2 separate regions of the Mus musculus genome follow, and region 2 is linked to region 1. The links are chromatin contacts, called in public Hi-C maps. All regions are on one chromosome and are shown on one strand. The core of a region is the stretch at or near the end of the contact, and the rest is flanking DNA. Distances in the headings are between cores, read along the strand shown.

Region 1 (3,399 bases), core at 696-3,195:
CTATAGGGCTGTTTGACGATTTGGGTCAGGTCTGTTGCCCAGTCTGGCCTTTAAACCAGCAGTTTCATTTCTCAGGAAGTAATTAGGATGTGCAAAGAGATCAAACAATTAAAATCACTGCCATATAATATTTATATGCCGGAGGCAATTATTAACCCAGTATCATCTATTAAAAATTAAACCAATCCATAGCATGTTCAAGATTGTTTTAGAAGGATGTATAATGCCACAGTTGAAGTATCCACTATGCTATTAAGCGCACAGACAGAATATGAGAATCTGTGTACTGTGGCCCAGGTGATTTTTGAGGCGGGGATTTACACAGAAAAAAGCAAAACAAAACTGGAAAGGCCTATGCCAAACTGCTAATAGCAACTGTTTCCGCATGGTGGAATTTGGGGTGATTTTAACTTTCTCTTGGTCTTTTTTATTTTCTTCAATTCTAATAATGAGTATTTGTTATATATTTTCAAATGTTCTCAATTCCTGAATAAAAAATAGTGGAATGAGAAGGTGACAGAACATTGCCTAGTGAGTTAGGATTCTCCTTAGGGAGACCCGCTCTGTCCAAGTGTCACAGGGGACTGGGATTTCCTTTTAGAGGTCCTTGGTCAATAATAAGATAACCTTAAAATGGACTCTGAAGGAAATTCAAAGTCCATTTTATTACAGTTTGAGGAAAAAAACCCACAGGACAGATAGGCTGGAAATCATGGCAGGGGCTTTGGAGAGGAGGTAGGAAGATCAGGGGAGTCGGCCAGGCCTTTGAATTAGGGTCAGGTATGGGAGTCTGGAAGCCACTATAGAAGTGGGATTATGTAGTCTTCACAGAAAACAGTGACTAGGCAAAAATCTTAAGATTTTGGTTGGTATTCAGTGGAGAGATAGAAAGCTGGGGTGGCAGTGGGGTTAGGCTTTATGGTTAGAACTGTAAAGTTCAGAAAGCTTGGCACTGGAGATCTGCAAACAACCGCACAGATGGAGGGGCTTCCGGGTGCTACAAGTAGAGGGACTGCCAGGGGCAACCAGGGGTGACCTCCTGACCGGGAGATTGATGGGCCTGGTTGGGTTCAGTAGTTTACAGTGTTCTAATCATTGAGGTGTGTGGAAATACTATCCATTCCTCAGACCAGCAGGAAGCGTCTTTGCCTTCATCAGCCTCAGTAAAATCCAGTACTCCAACCTTTTCACTTGGTGAATGGGAGGTGAGGCCCCAAACTGACCATGAGCTAGGCATCTGCCCTTAATGCCCTCCGAGCCTGCTACTGTGGGTCTGGAGCCTGATGCCAGCCAGGAACGGGTCTGGGGGATGGGAGACGGGAAGATAGCTAGAGGCGAGGAGACGGAGAGAGGGAAGCAGAAGAAGTGGAGTAGGACCATCAGCAGAGGAGTCCACAACGGAAGGGGCTGAGGCTTGCAGAGAGGGGAGAAGTCCCAGGACACGCGGCGTGGCAGCGTGAGGAGGAGGTCCGGTGAGAGCGACCTTCTTAGGAGGAACAGCACTTTTTCCTGGAGAGGACACCGGGATAGTCTCACGCTGGAATAGTAGGAGAGTGAAGGAAAGAAAACACCTTCAGTTCAGCAGAGAGCCCACAGACTAGGTGACTTCAGAAAGGCAGGAGCCAGACGGCAAGGGTGAGGAGGAAAACTCGACTGGCAGGAAGTGGAGGTGGGCACAGGAGACCAGGCTTCCTGCTAATAATCCTCCATGTGTCACCCCTCCCCCATCGTCCCTCTGCTGTATACCTGGTTCAACGTTTCCATCCAGATCCAGCTGGTATTACGTTTTCCTAACTTGGCTACGGCCCTGTTATGAACTCATCAGTTTATGAAACGCTTTCTTTGTAGAGAAGGCAAGTTAAAAATGTCAGTGTTAGGTCCAGCCTTCTCCTGTAGCTGTCGTGAGGAAGCCCATGCTGTCTTCAGCTTTCCAATGCTGTGGCAGGCTAAGGAGGTTTTCATACCGTATCTGAACTTAGTCTGAGAAAAGACCCCGGTTTACCTGGACTGTTTATGTATAGGAAAGCCATGAGCTGAATATTAAAAGAGAATTGTAAAACCAACGCCCCTGCCAATGAAAAGCAACCTAAACGAATCTGCTAACTTACATTTGTATTTATGCTTGTAAAGTACACAGGCTGCTGTCTGTGAATCTACTGTTCTTGGAGTCTGATGCTTCGGGAGGCATCTACTCCATTTGCGTCCCACAGCACCATCTGGTGGATGATCTGAGACACTGACCTTTATTTCAAGAACTAATTCTAGACAAATGTTGATCTTTACGGAAAAATGAACAATCTGAGAGTGGTGGTGTATGCCTTTAATATCAGTACTCAGGAGACAGAGGCAGGTGGATCTCTGTCAGTTCAAAGCCAGCCTGGTCTATAGAGAGAGTTCCAGGCCAGCCAGGGGTATATAGTGAGTACCTAGAGGAGGTGTGCACTGGGGGTGGGTTTTGAGGTTTCAAAAATGCTCGTTTCATTCTCAGTCAGCTCTCTGTGCCTCACAATGCTTGTAGATCAAGATGTAAGCTGTAAGCTAACTGTGTCATCGCTATGCCTGCCTGTCTGCTTGCTGCCATGCTCCTAGCTATGATGGTCATAGACTCACCATCTCAGAAACTCAAAGGAACAAAACTCTTTAAAAGGCCTTCTACTGGCTAAGAGTAATATTCATTCTTTTGTGTAATATTACCCTTAGGATCCCTAGTGAAGGGACATGCTAAGATTCCTATGATTTTTACTGATGCTCATAGGTAGAACTGGGAGCTTGGGAAAGAAACCAGGTGTGTGCACTGATTCCAGATGTAGACATCAGAGCTCAGGCTGCCATGGCTGTTTTCATGTCACCAAGAATCCCTTGGGAACACGGGATTTCTTATGTATCCGTCTTTTCCCCTTTGCCTGTTAGCGGCAGGTAGGGCAGCTCCGACCAGGAATTCTAGCATTTTGTATATGATTCATGGCAGGTTCCTATGTTGCTTCCCTGTGATCATGTGAACAAACTAAGAGTTCAAAGAGTAGCACTGTCAAAATAGGGGTGTTTGCTAAGAGGAGGTGGGGTGTGGCACGGGCCTAGGGCAGCCTGCCACATTAATGGAGAGAGACAGGAGCCCATGGTGTTTGTTTGTTTGTTTGTTTTTTCTTTTTTCTGTTTATTTTTTCCCTTTTCTACTTTCTGTTCCATCTTCTTTAAAAAAAAAAAAAAAGCCAGCAACAGGGTAATTGAAGCAAAGCAGAAAATTATTTGGAGAACTGCCTATGGACAGACAAAACCAAAACCTTCTAGGCATTCAATCCAGAGAAGTTGCAGAGAAGCTGAAGCGCTTTAGAGTGTGCTCAAGTGGTGGTGGTCGGGCTTAGTGCTTCTGTGTGCCCAGCCTGCTTGTCCTGCTCCTCA
Region 2 (3,472 bases), core at 598-3,097, 350 kb before region 1:
GTTCCAACTGGTAAGAAGGACACATGTTCCACTATGTTCATAGCAGCCTTATTTATAATAGCCAGAAGCTGGAAAGAACCCAGATGCCCCTCAACAGAGGAATGGGTACAGAAAATGTGCTACATTTACACAATGGAGTACTACTCAACTATTAAAAAGAATGAATTTATGAAATTCCTAGGCAAATGGATGGAACTGGAGAGCATCATCCTGAGTGAGGTAACCCAATCACAAAGGAACTCACACAATATGTACTCACTGATAAGTGGATATTAGCCCAGAAACTTAGGATACCCAAGATATAAGATACAATTTGCTAAACGCATGAAACTCAAGAAGAACGAAGACCAAAGTGTGGACACTTTGCCCCTTCTTAGAATTGGGAACAAAACACCCATGGAAGGAGTTACAGAGACAAAGTTTGGAGCTGAGACGAAAGGATGAACAATCTATTGACTGCCATATCCGGGGATCCATCCCATAATCAGCTTCCAAACGCTGACACCATTGCATACACTAGCAAGATTTTGCTGAAAGGACCCAGATATGGCTGTCTCTAGTGAGACTATGCCGGGTCCTAGCAAACACAGAAGTGGATGCTCTCAGTCAGCTATTGAATGGATCACAGAGCCCCCAATGGAGGAGCTAGAGAAAGTACCCAAGGATCTAAAGGGATCTACAACCCTATAGGTGGAACAACAATATGAACTAACCAGTACCCCCTGGAGCTTGTGTCTCTAGCTGCATATGTATCAGAAGATGGCCTAGCCGGCCATCAGTGGAAAGAGAGGCCCATTGGTCTTGCAAACTTTATATGCCCCAGTACAGGAGAACGCCAGGGCCAAGAAGTAGGAGTGGGTGGGTAGGGGAGTGGGGGGGGGGAGGGTATGGGGGACTTTTTGGATAGCACTGGAAATGTAAATGAAGAAAATACCTAATAAAAAATTTAAAAATAATAATAATAATGAGTTGCAGATGCGGTTCCTAATAAGCAGTGAGAGAGAAGCGGATTCTGTGATTCCAGCAGAAGATAAAATGGCATCTAGTGCAGCACAAATATAACTCTCTTATTATGACCAGATATCCTCATGTCCTTGGATGACTAAATTTAGTTGAATTGGCAAAACTCAGGGATGCTAATGATACCCTCCGTAAACACAGCACTTCACAGCTAGGCATGAGTGCTGTAAGCATTTCAGCCTCTGGTCTCTCTGTAAAGTTACAAGTAAATGCCCTATGATATCATAGCATTGCAGGAAGGAGTTTGATTGTACTTTCCAGCATTGTAAAGTCCATGGTGCTTCAGTTTGCCAATTCAAACCATAAATTTCGTACAAGAGAAACAGATACACAAAGATCCAGTTAGGAAGACAAATGTAACTCTCTTGAATTCTAATAAGGCAGTAGCTGGGCCTGTAGCTAATGAGACCCAGAGTGTGAAGGGAATATATATTGGGATCGAGGGTAAGCAGAAATCTTTTCTAGTTAAATAATAAGAATATATTCACAAACACATAGACTTTCTTCAAAATGCTCAACATGTCCCTATTTTACTGAGATGAAATTGCACGTGTATTTTATTCTTTACTCTGCACGTCACACACAGTTTGCTTAATGGCCACCTGAGTTTTCTTTCCTTTATTTTCCTGACAGTTTAGTACTGGACAAAAGTCTCTTTCCAAGAGCTTTCCTTCAAAGTACATCTCTTCTAAAGAAAATATGTTAGTGATGAGCCCCAGTGTCTTTTCTGTTTCAATAATTTATGCATTCGCTGCGTTAATACAAATGAGATGCTTGACCTTGCTTTAGAGTCACTGAGCTAACGTCATTTGCATTCTAGAAGAGCTCCTAAAATAAAAGCTGCGCAAGCATCTGGGAGTAACAGGACTCACTGTGCAAGTGTCCTTCTTAAGGACAATACTGGGCTAGAAGTAAATGGAAAAAGTTTCCCTGTGTACACATAGTAAGGTTGGCGTATTTTTTCACTGGTCAAATTAAAAAGAAGAAGAAGGAGAAGGAGGAGGAGGAGGAGAAGGAGAAGGAAGAAAGGAAGGAAGGAAGGAAGGGAGGGAGGGAGGGAGGGAGGGAGGGAGGGAGGGAGGGAGGGAGGGATGGAGGGAGGGAGGAAGGAAAGAAGAAGAAGAAGAAGAAGAAGAAGAAGAAGAAGAAGAAGAAGAAGAAGAAGAAGAAGAAGAAGAAGAAGAAGAAGAAGAAGAAGAAGAAGAAGGAGAAGAAGAAGAAGAAGATCGAAGATGTAAGCTGTATCAAATGCAGTCTTTGTGACTTTTCAATTAATCTCTGCAAGTTTTCAGAGATTCTGCAAACAGTGAGTACATGAACACCATAATTAAAACATTTTTCCCTAAAATAAAATCAGTGAGTTAGAGAACGGTGGGAGAGGGGAGACTAGCCAACAGGCATTTATGAACAATACTGTGTACTGGAAATGTCTAGAGTTCTTAAATTTTGTAGGCTTTTTGTAACTTTTCTTTGACTATTTTTATTCTTCAATTTCTTTACTCATTTCTTCATTTATCTCTGACCTTTACACTGAGTTCCAAATCTGCCCAGTTTGGGTTCTTTGCATGGTTCTTACTTTCTATGAACAGCAGTTCTCACACCGCAGTCAGATGCTCTGCATAGCAAGCATCCAATGGAGGGCCGTGGGTATGGAGCCAGGCTCACTTAGTCCTCAATGCTCACTCCTTCAGAAACTGCCATCACACAGACATGTGTTAAAGAAACACTCAAAATTGTGACCTCAGCATGCCTGAGGCTAAGACCAGAGAAGCCTAGCCTGGGTTGCATAAGTTGTGTTAAAATAAACAAAACAAAACAAAACAAAAAAGCAAGTTTAAAAACTTGGTCTGATTTCTTTCCTTAGTTGCCCATTCTAACTCCAAGCTACTTTGGATCTGTTCCAAATGACAAATGCCAGTTCTTGGCTACCAGATGTTTTAACCTCTGATAGTATTAAATGCTTACCTACTTCTGGAATTTCAGGCCAATATCTAGTAGCCCATTTTGTAATGCATCAAGAATCAATTAAAAAAGAGACTTCTTGCAACCCTTGTTACATACTTACTGAATGATTTCACAAGAATGACCTTAATATAAATTAATGAATTTAACATACTCTAAACACCAGCTTAATAAACTCAGGGGTAGAATATTTATTTCTTCTGCTGCAGCCACTTTAGCAGCACTCTCCCTACCTCTTCCTGTGCTGCTCTCTCTCTCTCTCTCTCTCTCTCTCTCTCTCTCTCTCTCTCTCTCTCTCTCTCTCACTGAGGGTAAGCACTGCTGGGACAAAAGTGCAGAGAAATGTGGCCTTTGTGAAGAAAGAAACAATTAGAGTCTCTTATTATTTTGTTTTAGTTAGAGACTTGAAAATCGAGGATATTCTAAAGAACCCAAGAGCGTACGCAATGCCTAAACTCATGAAAGAGTCCGTAGCATCAAAAGCAGCAAC

What was found. Hi-C and Micro-C count contacts between places; a contact is called where the count stands out from the background.
Region 2: a Hi-C map of neural progenitor cells shows a contact between it and region 1, with 2.2 times the contacts expected there. The contact joins two enhancer-like sites. A contact is called at or near these places in 1 of 39 promoter capture datasets (pre-B cells) and 1 of 484 Hi-C or Micro-C datasets (neural progenitor cells).

Annotation. Positions count from the first base shown.
Region 1 is chr2:125,658,992-125,662,390 of GRCm38.p6, reverse strand. The region is part of intron 6 of Shc4 (SHC (Src homology 2 domain containing) family, member 4); the gene reads left to right. Among named protein-coding and RNA genes, the nearest start is that of Eid1, 12 kb to the left of the region's middle. Within about 2 kb of position 1,945, at least 63 of the 459 cell types and tissues checked have an H3K27ac peak or open chromatin away from gene starts, as enhancers often do. A contact at or near this core is called in neural progenitor cells, where this site is marked.
Region 2 is chr2:126,007,241-126,010,712 of GRCm38.p6, reverse strand. Fam227b (family with sequence similarity 227, member B) reads left to right here. Exons shown (of 17, transcript NM_029455.3): 12 at 3,379-3,472. Among named protein-coding and RNA genes, the nearest start is that of Fgf7, 26 kb to the left of the region's middle. Within about 2 kb of position 1,847, at least 4 of the 459 cell types and tissues checked have an H3K27ac peak or open chromatin away from gene starts, as enhancers often do. A contact at or near this core is called in neural progenitor cells, where this site is marked.